Linked DNA regions of Gossypium hirsutum: region 2 is linked to region 1. Evidence: chromatin contacts called from public Hi-C data. All regions are on one chromosome and are shown on one strand. Each heading gives the region's core, a stretch centred on a gene start, on an enhancer-like site or on the middle of the called end of the contact. The rest is flanking DNA. Distances are from core to core; before and after follow the strand shown. Region 1 has its middle 25 kb from the start of LOC107909263. Region 2 holds the start of LOC107909262 (probable protein phosphatase 2C 52).

What was found. A called contact is a pair of places that touch in the nucleus more often than the background predicts.
Region 2: a Hi-C map of leaf shows a contact between it and region 1, with 2.6 times the contacts expected there. The contact joins the promoter of LOC107909262 here to the enhancer-like site in region 1. A contact is called at or near these places in 5 of 34 Hi-C or Micro-C datasets (cotyledon, fibers, hypocotyl and 1 more).

Annotation. Positions count from the first base shown.
Region 1 is chrD02:65,929,400-65,935,538 of Gossypium_hirsutum_v2.1, reverse strand. No RefSeq gene overlaps it. Among protein-coding and RNA genes, the nearest start is that of LOC107909263, 25 kb to the right of the region's middle. Within about 2 kb of position 3,773, at least 1 of the 9 cell types and tissues checked has an H3K27ac peak or open chromatin away from gene starts, as enhancers often do. A contact at or near this core is called in leaf, where this site is marked.
Region 2 is chrD02:66,017,080-66,023,218 of Gossypium_hirsutum_v2.1, reverse strand. LOC107909262 (probable protein phosphatase 2C 52) reads right to left here and starts at 3,064. Exons shown (of 6, transcript XM_016836731.2): 1 at 2,744-3,064; 2 at 1,098-1,579; 3 at 678-1,004; 4 at 473-590; 5 at 159-382; 6 at 1-63. The coding sequence starts at 1,358.

The DNA.
Region 1 (6,139 bases), core at 2,524-5,023:
GGGCACATATCCCAACATAAATTCACTGAGGGGACTACCTGATAGTTAACCTTTACCGGATAAACAACCCTGAAATCAACTTCTACAATTTAGTTCATCAATAGCCTTGCGAACTAGAAGACTCAACTCGAATCAACGGCCTCAATTGCGCGAGTCGTTTAAACTCAATCGTTATTTCCCTTGATTGATCCAACCACTTACTCAATTGGTCACATCAATGTGTTCTTCAGTAAACCAATTACGATAATTACAGGTCGTATCAGTTCTTCCAATTGTATATCGTACTACACCGAATCAACGAGCGCTTTTTAACTTGATGCTATTATGACTTTGTGAGACGACTGAGTCTATATCCTAAACCGAAAGAATAATGAATATTGACGTGAAGACTGTAAGTGCAATTTCGGGTCTCACGGTTCAAACATTGAATTAATTATTCCTCTAAGGCTAGATTAAATCTAGCTAAAGAACAAAATAATAATAATAACAAGAATGTAATTTTATTGAAATTTAGAAACAAATAATTAATCAATTTTTATTTGTTGTGCTTCATTAATGAAATTAATTCTAAAAAAAATTAGAATTATTAGTAATAAAATTAAATTGTATTAAATAAGAAAGAAGATGGTTCCTTATTACAAAAATATATTTTTGCCTAAGTAAAATTAGTTTTAAGGTTTTCAATTTTAAATTTTTGGGGAGTTGGGTTAATTTAAATTGTTGACACTATTTTTTTTGATAAAACGGAATCGACTTTAATTTTGAAATCGAAAAAAAAGTGGAGTCGCCACCAATCCTTTTTTGATAAGGTGTGATCGGGTCACCTCGAAAAGTGGTTGTTTTTAATAAACGATTTGATTTTATTAAAACAACGATTTTGATCCACGAAATTCAGAAAAATAGGTTCGGGAGTCGGTTACGTACAAGGAAGGATTAGCACCCTCGTAACGCCCAAAATTGGTACCTAGTTGATTAATTAGTATCTTAGTGTCGAAAATTAGAAACTTTGAAGAGATTCAAAATACGATCCTTGTATTAAAAACTTGTATAAATCAAATTACATGTTAAGACCCTCTCATTTCGGAGAGAGAAAATGTCACACCCAATGAGTTAGGGTATGATATTTCATATCCTCAAAAATGACATTGTCCTTAAAAAAACTCATGCAATAAAATTTAAAAGGATATTCAATTGTTGAAGTTAGCTGAAGAAATCATAGCCCAACACGTTAGAGCACAATTTCTCAATATTCCAAACATTGAATATTGCCTTTATTATTTTTAGAAAAAATCCTCATCTCGAGAAAACATGTCATATCCAATGCGTTAGGACACAACGTATCGAATTCCCAATACGAGAATACATGCCGAAAAAATTTATTTCAAAAGATGTTTGACTATCTCGGTTTTAGAAGAAAATCATATTTCATAAGTTAGAACACGATCTTTTCTTAATTCCAGAGACTATTAAAAAATTTTGTTTTAAAACGTTCGTTTATTTGGATTTGTTGAGAAAAACGAAACCCCGTAAGTTAGAGTACGATTTTCTCTAATTGCCAAAATGCAAAATATAACCTCATTTTGAAATTTCTTACAAAGGTCGTACGTGACCAACAACAAATAATACGACATACATTCACAATAATTATGACACAATATGCATCATAAAACACATATACATTATTGACATTAATAAACCTTGATGCTATTATGCATGAATAATAATGCAAATAACAATCTAACAATAACAATAATAACAATAACAAAAAAAATGATACTAATGTATCTATATTTTAGAAACATTTTAAAAATAACAAATATATAATCAGCGAGATGACAATAATAATGGCAAAAACAAAGCAAATAGAACCCATAAATATAAAAAAAAGGAATAATAAATCAAACAAATAATAGTGTGAAATTAATCAAAATTAAAAAGAATGAGTAAATAAACATTAATTGAAATCTTTATTGAAACCTCTTTTATATATATATAAATAGAAATAGTAAAAAAAACAATGAATAAACAAAAAAATAAAAATAGGTTGTGGACCGAATTGAAATAAGGCCAAAAAATCAAGGTTTAAAGTGTAAATAAATAAAACAGGTTGCTAGGGGGCTGAAATTGAATGCACTTAAAGGTTGGAGGACTAATCGGGCAATATTACCCAGTCCTAGAGCGCAGCGTTTCAGTGCGAAGGACCGCACATGGTCAAGGGACCCGATTGAAGCATAAAGAAAAATCGCGACCCAAATAAAAAAAAAACAAAAAGAGTCAGACTGCACTGCGGCGCAAAATGGAGGGACCCCGCGTGCAATTTTCCCATTAAAAACATGCGGTCCCTGTGGGCTGCGGGTCAGGTCACGGGTTGGCCTTCCCAAAACGACACCGTTTTGGCTCTTGGGGAGGCCTGCTGAAACGACGCCGTTTTATTAGCTTATAAAATCATTTTTTTTAAAACACCATTTCTGTCAAAAAACCTAAAAAGAACCCTAAAACTCTCCTTTTCTCTCCTCTCCCCTCACTTTCTCCGATCAACGGACCGCGCCACCGCCATGGTCGATGGGCAGTGGCGAAAGACTGGCCTTTTAACCCATTTTTAAGTCCGGTGGACGGTACCATTGATGAGAGGCCGAAAGAAAAAGGAGAAATCTAACCACCCCTTTTAGCTCGACTCCGGCGACGGCGAAGGGACCTCCGTTGACGGGGCCATGCGGTGGTTCCAGGTAAGGTATTCCTTTCCTTTTATTTATTTGATTTTTATTATAATTATTTAAAATGGATTTGTAAAAAAGGAAAAATAAATAAAATATAATTAAATAAATAAAAGGAAAACAAGAAAACAAAGAGGAAATAGTAAAGGTTCAACCCTTTAAAATTTCTATTCGGCTTTTGATGCCTAATGTGTGTAAAAAAAACTACAAAGAGAAAGCTTTTTCTTTTATAGCCAAGTTACACTTTTGATTTCTATTTTTAATTTTTTTCCTCTGCTTGGCGTGCCCCTTCTATTGTTGCATTCAATTTTTTACAGGTGTCAGAAGCGTGGAGGAGCGGTGATAGGCGAATGACGGCAGCGGCGTGCGCGAGGAGGTGGAGCGGCATGCGGCGCGCCTTAGGGTTTCTGCTCTTTCTGTCTAAAATGTTAATGTTGTGGGCTGTTGGTATTTTAGGCTTAGGGTTTTAGTTTGGTTTGGGCTTGTAAAAGTTTTGGGCTTGTTGGGTTTGTATTAGGTTTTTGTTTTTATTTATTTTTGCCCGGGCAAAATTTGCCCATAACATAAATCACATATTATAAATAAAATAATAAATATTAAAATCATTAAGTTGATGGATTTAGTTATAAATTTCATTAATTAATAAGCGAATAATCTGATCATTTTAACTAACTTTACCATTATCAGCTTCTTATTGTGTTTATTGGCTTCAATGAGATTGTTATGGATATTACCCATTTCTTTTCCTTCATAATCTAATAAATCATCTGTTTTGGAGAACCCATTTGTAATTGGGATAAAAATAAGGGGGACTCAGCACTTGTGAGTTGATTTTATGGGTCTCAGCTATGTTTGTGATGTCAATAATAAGTCTGAGTCCAAAATCCTTGTCGTGATAATGTTCGGAACAACCTTGGGAATTAGGCCCATTCGATGAGTGTGAACAAAAAGTATTATAAGCACAATTTTGCTGACATTTTGGTTAATATGGGGCAAGGAATGACTTGTAATCTTTTATCTTCATGTTGACTTTACTCCCTATGGTCGACCATTATCGTTATGATAAGTATCGCGGAGTTGGGCGCTAAAACAGGATTACCGAAAATGTCGCTATCCCTTCAATCCGCAGGATTACCGAAAATGAAAGGACAAAACATAAGGTTGAAGGAAAGAGTGGTGTGACGTCAGAGATTAGAAACAATTTATGGTGTAAAAACAAAATGATCACAACCCAAATTTATTGAAGTGCATGAGGTTTTCAATCATACCATGCACGACCAAATTTTTACTGTTTATTTCATTTGCCCTCCACGTACGTCGTGAAGTTGAAGCAAAGGAACACAAACACACTCCTTTGATTCCGGAGTGACAAGGACATTAATTGAATCTGTCAATGCCGCCAATGCCTTTGACTAGAAAATTGAATTTTCCAGACTGTTCCATGCTCATCTTCTCTATCCTTTATTTATTTAAGTCACCATTAAATAATAAAAACAATTTCCACCACCCATACCTTGCATAATTACGGGTAAAAGTTGTCTTTTCCGCTTCCTCACGGAGAGGAAAGTCCAAGGTTTTTTATTTGGAAAATAAGAATTAGCCTAACAAGTTCTTTTCAACTTTATCTTCTTTCACATATTTGTGGTTCATCTTTATATCACTGCTTTCATATTTAGCTTTTGAAGTCTCGACAATGGTGCAGGTAAAGGTCATTCGAGAAGTTATGTAAAATGTCGGTTCAGCCCTGGCCATTCACTACAGAATTAGTGTGGAAATTATCTTGATTTAAAAAAAAAAAACTATATCTCACTATCTTTTAAAAAAATAAACACCATATTATTGATAAACGTGGACACCTTAGATTTTAAAGCCTTTTGCAAATTGCAACGTGTGTCTCTCTTTCATTATGTGCATATGTTTTATATGAGTTCTATTATTTTATTTTTGATTATACATTTTATCGGTTGATTGTTGTATAAAAAAAATTGATTGGATTTGAAATTAATATTTGGTGAAGGAAAAGCGTTTTCAGGAAACTATTTTAAAAATAATTGCTCTCTCTATGTAAAATGATCAAGAAATACTCTTATGAAGATAGAATGCTTTTACACAAACACAAATATATATATATATAATTTTAATGGTATCCTTCTCTTATTAGTCAATCTCATTATTTGGATTCCCATGTTTGGTGTCTACATCTAAAGTACTATTAAGGTATGAAGGCAGTCCGGTATTGCTACTTCAAGTGCTTCAAAGTTCAAGACCGATAGTTCAGTTAATAGTTAGATGGTAATGGTTAAAGTCAATTAAGTCAGCTGTATTCTGTTCATATTTGTGTGGGTGAGTTAGTCAAGATTCTATTAAGTTGACCAGTTCATTAACTTATTCATTGGAGTTAAAGATATAAAATAAGTAGACTCTTTTTCTCTTTTGATGTTATTTACATATTCAAACAAGTACTAAAAGATATTTATGCATCTCTTTGGAAAGATTTATGAATACACCTCTTTTCAAATTTATATTACATTTTTTCTTTCTTTTCTATTATATATATGATTGTTGCATATATTATAAATAATATATTATATCATTATATTATTATATAGATTATAATTAGTTGAATATATCTTTATACTTATTTTTTTCTTGTAATTACATATTAGTGAAACTTTTAAAAGAATCGAAAGAGAAGAAAATATGATATCATTATATGAATGGGTAAAAGTTACAAAACAAAGAAAAAGTAATAATTTATTAAAATTGAATCAAAAGATAAAGAATATTTTCTCAAGTTTGTGGTTGGATCTGTAACAGTAAACAATTGCAACTACACTTGAGATTTTGAATAAAAAATAGAACATTTGCTTTCCTATTTTCTCAACTACTACCAATTACGACATCCTAAACATTTTTATCAGGGAGACTTTATGTTCATAATCCTTGTATAAAAAAATAAATTACACTATTAGTCACTAAATTATGAATAAATTTTTATTTTAATTATTTAATTAAAATAATTTACAATTTAGTTACTGAACTATATATGGACTGTTAAAACTAATGCTATATGATTTTCTTTATTCGCACTGCCTCTACCAATCAAAAGCTCTCTTTTCTTTTCTTTTTTACGGTTCAAGTTTTTTTCATGAAATAGCTATAGACGTCATAAATCTGTAAACCAAAATTCAAACAGCTTTTTTTTCTTTCTAATCTCCAATATTGATCGTCTTGGATCTAAGATATGTTATTCTATTCGTCGATGAGTACTAACACACCATACCGATTGTCGAATCATCAATTGGAGTTCATTGATAGAACTTTTTAAAAATGAAAAAACATAACAATTTAGTGACTTAAATGAAAACCTTTGAATAATTCAATGTATAAATTGTAATTTCCTTAATTAAATCAATAAAAAAATT
Region 2 (6,139 bases), core at 1,815-4,314, 88 kb before region 1:
TGACCGGGTAGGAGCCAAGGATACAATCTCAACCACCTCTTCGTTGCTCAATACATCCCAAACCTATAATAAACAACAATCCCTCAAGTGTTCTGGAAAATGTGGAAACCAAATTCACATATAAAGAATAAATGGAAAATTTAAGGTGAACGAATTACCCCATCTGAGGCAAGAACAATGAATTGATCTCTCTCCGTAAGGAGCCGGTGGGAAAATTCAGGTATAGAGATAACGCCATATTCCTTCAAACAAAAATCCCCGAAAGCTCGAGCCATTGCTAGCCCAGGGGCATCATCAAATGGCAACCATACTCTCGGTACTTCGGGTTCATCTTGCAATGCGAAGACCCTACCTCTGCACTTTTTGATCCTTTCAGCTTCCCCTGAGGCATGTAAATTTAGTATTTAGTATATTACATCCGATTAAGCACGCCCACAAGGGGAAAAAGGATGTGATTTGAGATCAAATGTACTTGGTAAATCAGGCTTCAGATCAACTGTCAATTGGATTGCTACCATTGAACCATTGCTATCCTTGGATCCCATAATCGCACGAGAATCCCCGATATATCCCATGAAAAGGTTGGGGCCCTAAAAATAGTGAAGTCAACCCACATGGATTAGATGAAAGATAGAAAAGTTGAAGGTGAGGAGAAGAAACCAGTGATTCTCTCATACCTGTTTCACTATAGTGACAGCAGTGCTACCACTACAGAAGCAGTCCAAATTAGGATGGGACCTCAACTCTTTATCCATGGCTTTGTATGACTTCATGAATGTTTCCTTCCACAAACAATTTAATCTGTCCTCAGGAGAGCCATCCGATTTCTTCAAATTCCCCTTCAAACATGCTCCTCCGGACCCATTTTGCCTCGACTGATACGAATGCATGGAGGATAGCAATTTAAGGGGCAGGGCATCTCGCACTTTGCGAGCAACGAGATGACCTTGTGGACCATGGCCATCAAATACACCACAAAAGGTCACATCTTCAGACATGAAATCCTACACGAATTTTAACCTCATCAGTCACATTGAGCATTTAAAGGGAACTTAGAATCAAAGGAACTCAAATTCAAGGTAACATCTAAAACTTACTTCCCATACAATCATGGCATCCTGGTTGATTCCCTTTCGACCCTGCTGAGTGAATATGCAAGAAGTTCGGCTCTTCCCATTTGTGAAAATCCTGTTGGGTACTGAGGGTAAATTCTGCAGCGTAATAACATGATCAGAGAACGTTCTCTTAGTTCTCTTTGTCCCACAAAATCCAATCTCGAAAAACAAAGGAGAAACTGCCTCCCCACGGCTCCCGGAACTGCAAGTACTCCGACTACTAGTGGAAACAGAACACCCCATTTCATCAGCTCCACAAACAAAACATCCGATTAAGTTAAAAAGCACAATGTTCCTCCTTGAGCCAGAAGAGATCTCAGGTATGTAGTTGCTGGAATGGTCAGCGAAACCAAAGATTCCCACACATCAGGCCAGTTTACACCTCAAGGTATAGTTTAATATTCTTTAAAACTTGGTCAAATATATGATCCATTGAAGGTCTCGTATATAGAAAACAAAACCAGCTGATAAAATCAAGAAGACATTTAGTTAATTGATTTATTAAATCCATGGTTCCGGTAATGGCTGCATGTAAAATAAATCAAAAAAGCAAATTGAAGATAATGCATATATAATAATCTTCCATGTGACACCAGAATAGAGTATGCTTAAAGTCTGTCCAAATAGTTCCTTATTCAAATTAATCCAAAGACTAAAAAGGAAAAAGACAGAAAAGTAGTAAAACAAGGAACATAGAAACCATCAAACAAGAAACGATGTCTTGTTTTTGAAACAATGAAAGCAAACCATGGAATTCTTCTCTCTTGTATCATTTTCAAATCACAATGAAAATTGAGAACCCTTTTATATTTTCAAACAAAGAAGAAGAACAAACACCAAGATCTCACCTAAAGCAAACCTTCCACTTACAGAGGCCTATGTATGCTTGGAGATAACGACTAGCATCGCTGGAGTGAGAGGTCGAGGAGAAAACAAAATGAAAAAGCATTAAAATTGAAGAACATGCTTGATGCTTTACCTTCTCTTCTCACGAAGAGAACTCTAAAGCTAGATCAAAACGAAGACTTGAGAGCTAGCTGAGAAAAGGTACTAATGGAAAATGCCAAGCAGGCGAAAACCCAGAAAGATAAAGTTCAAATTTTTAAGAGAGAGAGAAAGGGAAGAAGATGGTTCAAATTTTGAGTTGTGAGTTGGGGAAAAACGATAAGAGGGAGATAAAGCAAAAACCGGAAAAGAAAGAAAAATAAAGCAGAAAAAGACGATACAAAAGAATGATTTTGTCAAGAGAACAAAAAAAAGAGAATAGTAGAAATCAAAGTTAAACATAAATAAGAAAACAGGAAACTCAAATTCACTGTTTTGTTGACTCCAAAATACGATAAAAAAATGAAATGAAATGAAAAAAAAAATGTAGAGCTAAAAGAAGAGTTGAATGTTGAAAGTTGAAAGTTCCACTCAATGAAATTCAAAACTAAAGCAGAAAAAGAAAACCTTTTTTATTTTATAGAAAACAGAGTAAGCAAAGACCTTGCACGCTTGTCACAAGGAAGAAGCTTCATGCATGGGTAATATTATAGTTCAGCTAAAATTAAGGATCCAAAAAGAACCCAGAAAGAAAGAAGTTGGAGGAAATTCAGTGAATGGTAAAGCCAAAAGAAAGAAAATACCTTAGTTGTTTGCGGAGCAGAGGGGCGAAGGGTGCATTGATTAATTGCAAAAGCAGAGACAAATAAGAGAAAGGTCCTTTGTTGAAGCCTGAAGGCAGTAGTGAGCAAAGGAGAGTTCTTTATGAACTTTCAATTCCGTGTTTTTAGTTTGGGTATCTTTGTCTCGGGCTTCGACTTGGTTAATGGTTAGGGGAGAGGTGAAATTTCGAACTAAGATACCAGGGCAGGGCAGGGCAGGGCAGTTCAGGGCAGGGGAAATGTGATAAAATAAAATGGGAAAGGGAAATAAGATGGGAAGTGGATGGGCGGGCGGGTAGCACCCACTTGACTACATGAGAGAGTTCAGGCACTTTATTTGCTTTACGACGTGGGTTGGGGGATGGATGGGTTGGCCAACTTTGGGGTGTCGGGTTTCACTTGAATTTGGTTATTTCTACTTCGAAAATTATACTCTAACGATTTTAAAATTGGATTGGTGTTCATGGTTTATTCGTCTAATTAATTTAATCCATTCATTCATTCCATTAAAAATTATAAAAAAATTCAATTCAATTGATTTAATTAATTTTTAATTCAATTCAATTGGTCCATATCGATTAATCGATTTGTTCGGATAGGTATATTTATCAGTTAAATTAAAATAATTATGATTATATAAGTATTTAAATGATTTTTTTTTATTTTTAGTTAACTATTTGTAAATTTTAAAAAGTAAATTTAAAGATTATGATCTATTTCAAGGTAAATTAAATATTATTAATTATTTAAATATAGTAATAATTTTTTTAGGTAAGGTATAAAAGCTTATTTAAAATTTTAAAAATATATAATTCTTACCATATGAATTTGGTAATTAAGTCTACTTTGGTATCTGAATTTCGCATCTAGATCCATTTTAGACTTTGAACTCGAATTTTATTAAAATTTGATGATGTAACCAGTATTCTTGGTACATGATTGAATTGGTCGGTTGGACCGATTAGACTGGGAATCAATTGGTATACTAGTCCAAACAAATGAGTTGAATTGAATGGAATTGAAAACTGCTCGAAATCAGTAAAAATCCAAACTTGGACAAAAACAAGTAGTTGAATAGGTTGAACTAATTTGTTATTTATTTATTTAATTGATCAAATAGATTATATTGAGAATCAATGGTTTATCTGGTTCAACCACGAGTCAGATTATTAGAACAATGTATCTGACACTATAAGATTGTACCATGTAATCACTTGAAAGTTCATATAATTTTTTTTTAATTTTCAAGTGATAATGTGACACAATCTCAGAGTGTTACATCATCAAACTTTTATATTTTTCAAATTCATGAGCTAAAATGAATCTAATTATCTAGTTCATATGTCAAAGTAGATATAAAAACTTACGAGCACCAAAACAAACATAATTACCAAATTCAGGAGCCAAAAATTATATTAACCCTTTAATTCTTCTTTTAATTTTAGATCATTGGAAATAAGGGAGCGGTTAACAATGATTTAATTTGCTTATTGATTTATTTCTTTGTTCAATACAATAATTTCATTGATAGTTTGGTAAGGATGTTTGCAACCTTACTTTTCTAGAAGTGTTTTTCATGTTAAATGAATTTGTAATCCCAAATAGTTTTTAAATTCAAATCATTTATGTGTCATTTATATTTACAATATATTATAAATTTAATTTAAATTTTACAAATAATTTATATTAATTATTTAAAAATATTTATATATTTCATATATTATAATTATTTAAACTCGGTTAAAACTATTGAATTCATTTAATGTCAAGAGTCAACCGAGTACCGACTTGTTAGAAAAATTACAAAAATATTTTTCCATTTTTAAAATAAGTTATATTATTTTATGGTACTTTAATCTTTTTATTTTTCTTAAAACAAACCAATAAATGATTTGCATATGATGGGTTTTAAAACAATGACATATGAGTCAATAAAATTTTAATTTTACCACTCGACCAAAGCTTTCTCTTGCTATATTTAATACATTTTAATTTTATTATGTACACTTTATTACCTCCATAAATTGTATACATTGATAGTGTTATTAGTTGAGTTGGTGTCAAAAGTTAACTTGACATAGACTCAAAATTGATGGCAACACCATGATAAGAAATTGTAGTACATTTAATATTCTTAATCTGATGTATTTATGTGTTTAAATTTTGTTTTACTCACAATTTAATCTATTTTTTTAATTTTAATATTGTCTATATTGCATGTTTTATTATCATTTAGTTTCAAATCATACATTTTCATTATTTATTATATGTTATTTTTACATACATAGTTTCATAGGCATACACGTAAGATAGAATTTCTAATTTATTTTATTAGGTAAACTACACCTGATGGCACTAAACTTTGGTTAAATTATAATTTTTTCAACCAACCTCTTAAAACTTACAAAGATGTCACTAGTATTATCGTGTTATTACAAAAATGCCACTTAGTCGTTTACTACCGTTTCTAAAGTAACATGCGTCTGACGTGGCATGTTAAATGTGCCACATGCTTCATTTTTTTCCTTTTCTTAATATTAAAATATTTATTTTATTTTTATTTCTTTTTTCATATTTTTCCCTTTCTTCTTCATTTCTTCTTAATTATATTATTCCATCGCTAAGATTCAAACTGCCGAAGTAACTAAGAACTTCGAATGGAAGTGAGAAGATTATTGAACCGTCAGAACTATTTCGATACGAGTAAGAGAAGTGGTATTCTTAAAAAGATAGCGAAATCAGAACCAAGTCAAGATGATACGGATTAACCCCTTCTTCTTGCGCCAAAGATCTTACCATTTCCTTTCCCTTCCTAACAAACCTTAGCCGCCACGAATTTCACCACCGCAAGTGGCTTTTCCCAAACACTAAACTCGTTGGTGGATTTCCCAAGGTTGTCCCTTGATTCCGATAAGCTCAACCCCAATCTTTTCGCTAATTCTAGAGAAATAAACTCAAACATAAACCCATTGATGATGAGATGGCTAAACCAGTGGAGCAAGCCTAGGCTGTGAAACCAATGGTGGGGACCGAACAAGATGGAGTTAGATCCGAAGGGATGCATCGACAAGCAAGGTGTAGCAGTATATAGTCCAAGAATGAAATTCTTAGGAAAACTATGCTTTAAAATGACAGCCTCATCGCCATTGACGACAAAATGCACCTTTGAAACAACCACCACCACGACAACTACGATGGTTGCAGCTACTATAGTGGTGACGGCGACATCACCTCATCCTCCTCTGCCATTTCAATGTAAGGACCGCGAAAGAACAAATGATTTTAGTTTGGCTAACAATTGTTGCTATATGGTTTTTGTTTGGTCAAAAGTTACAATACCATGGTAAATTTTGCAAACTCTACAATTCAATTTAGATA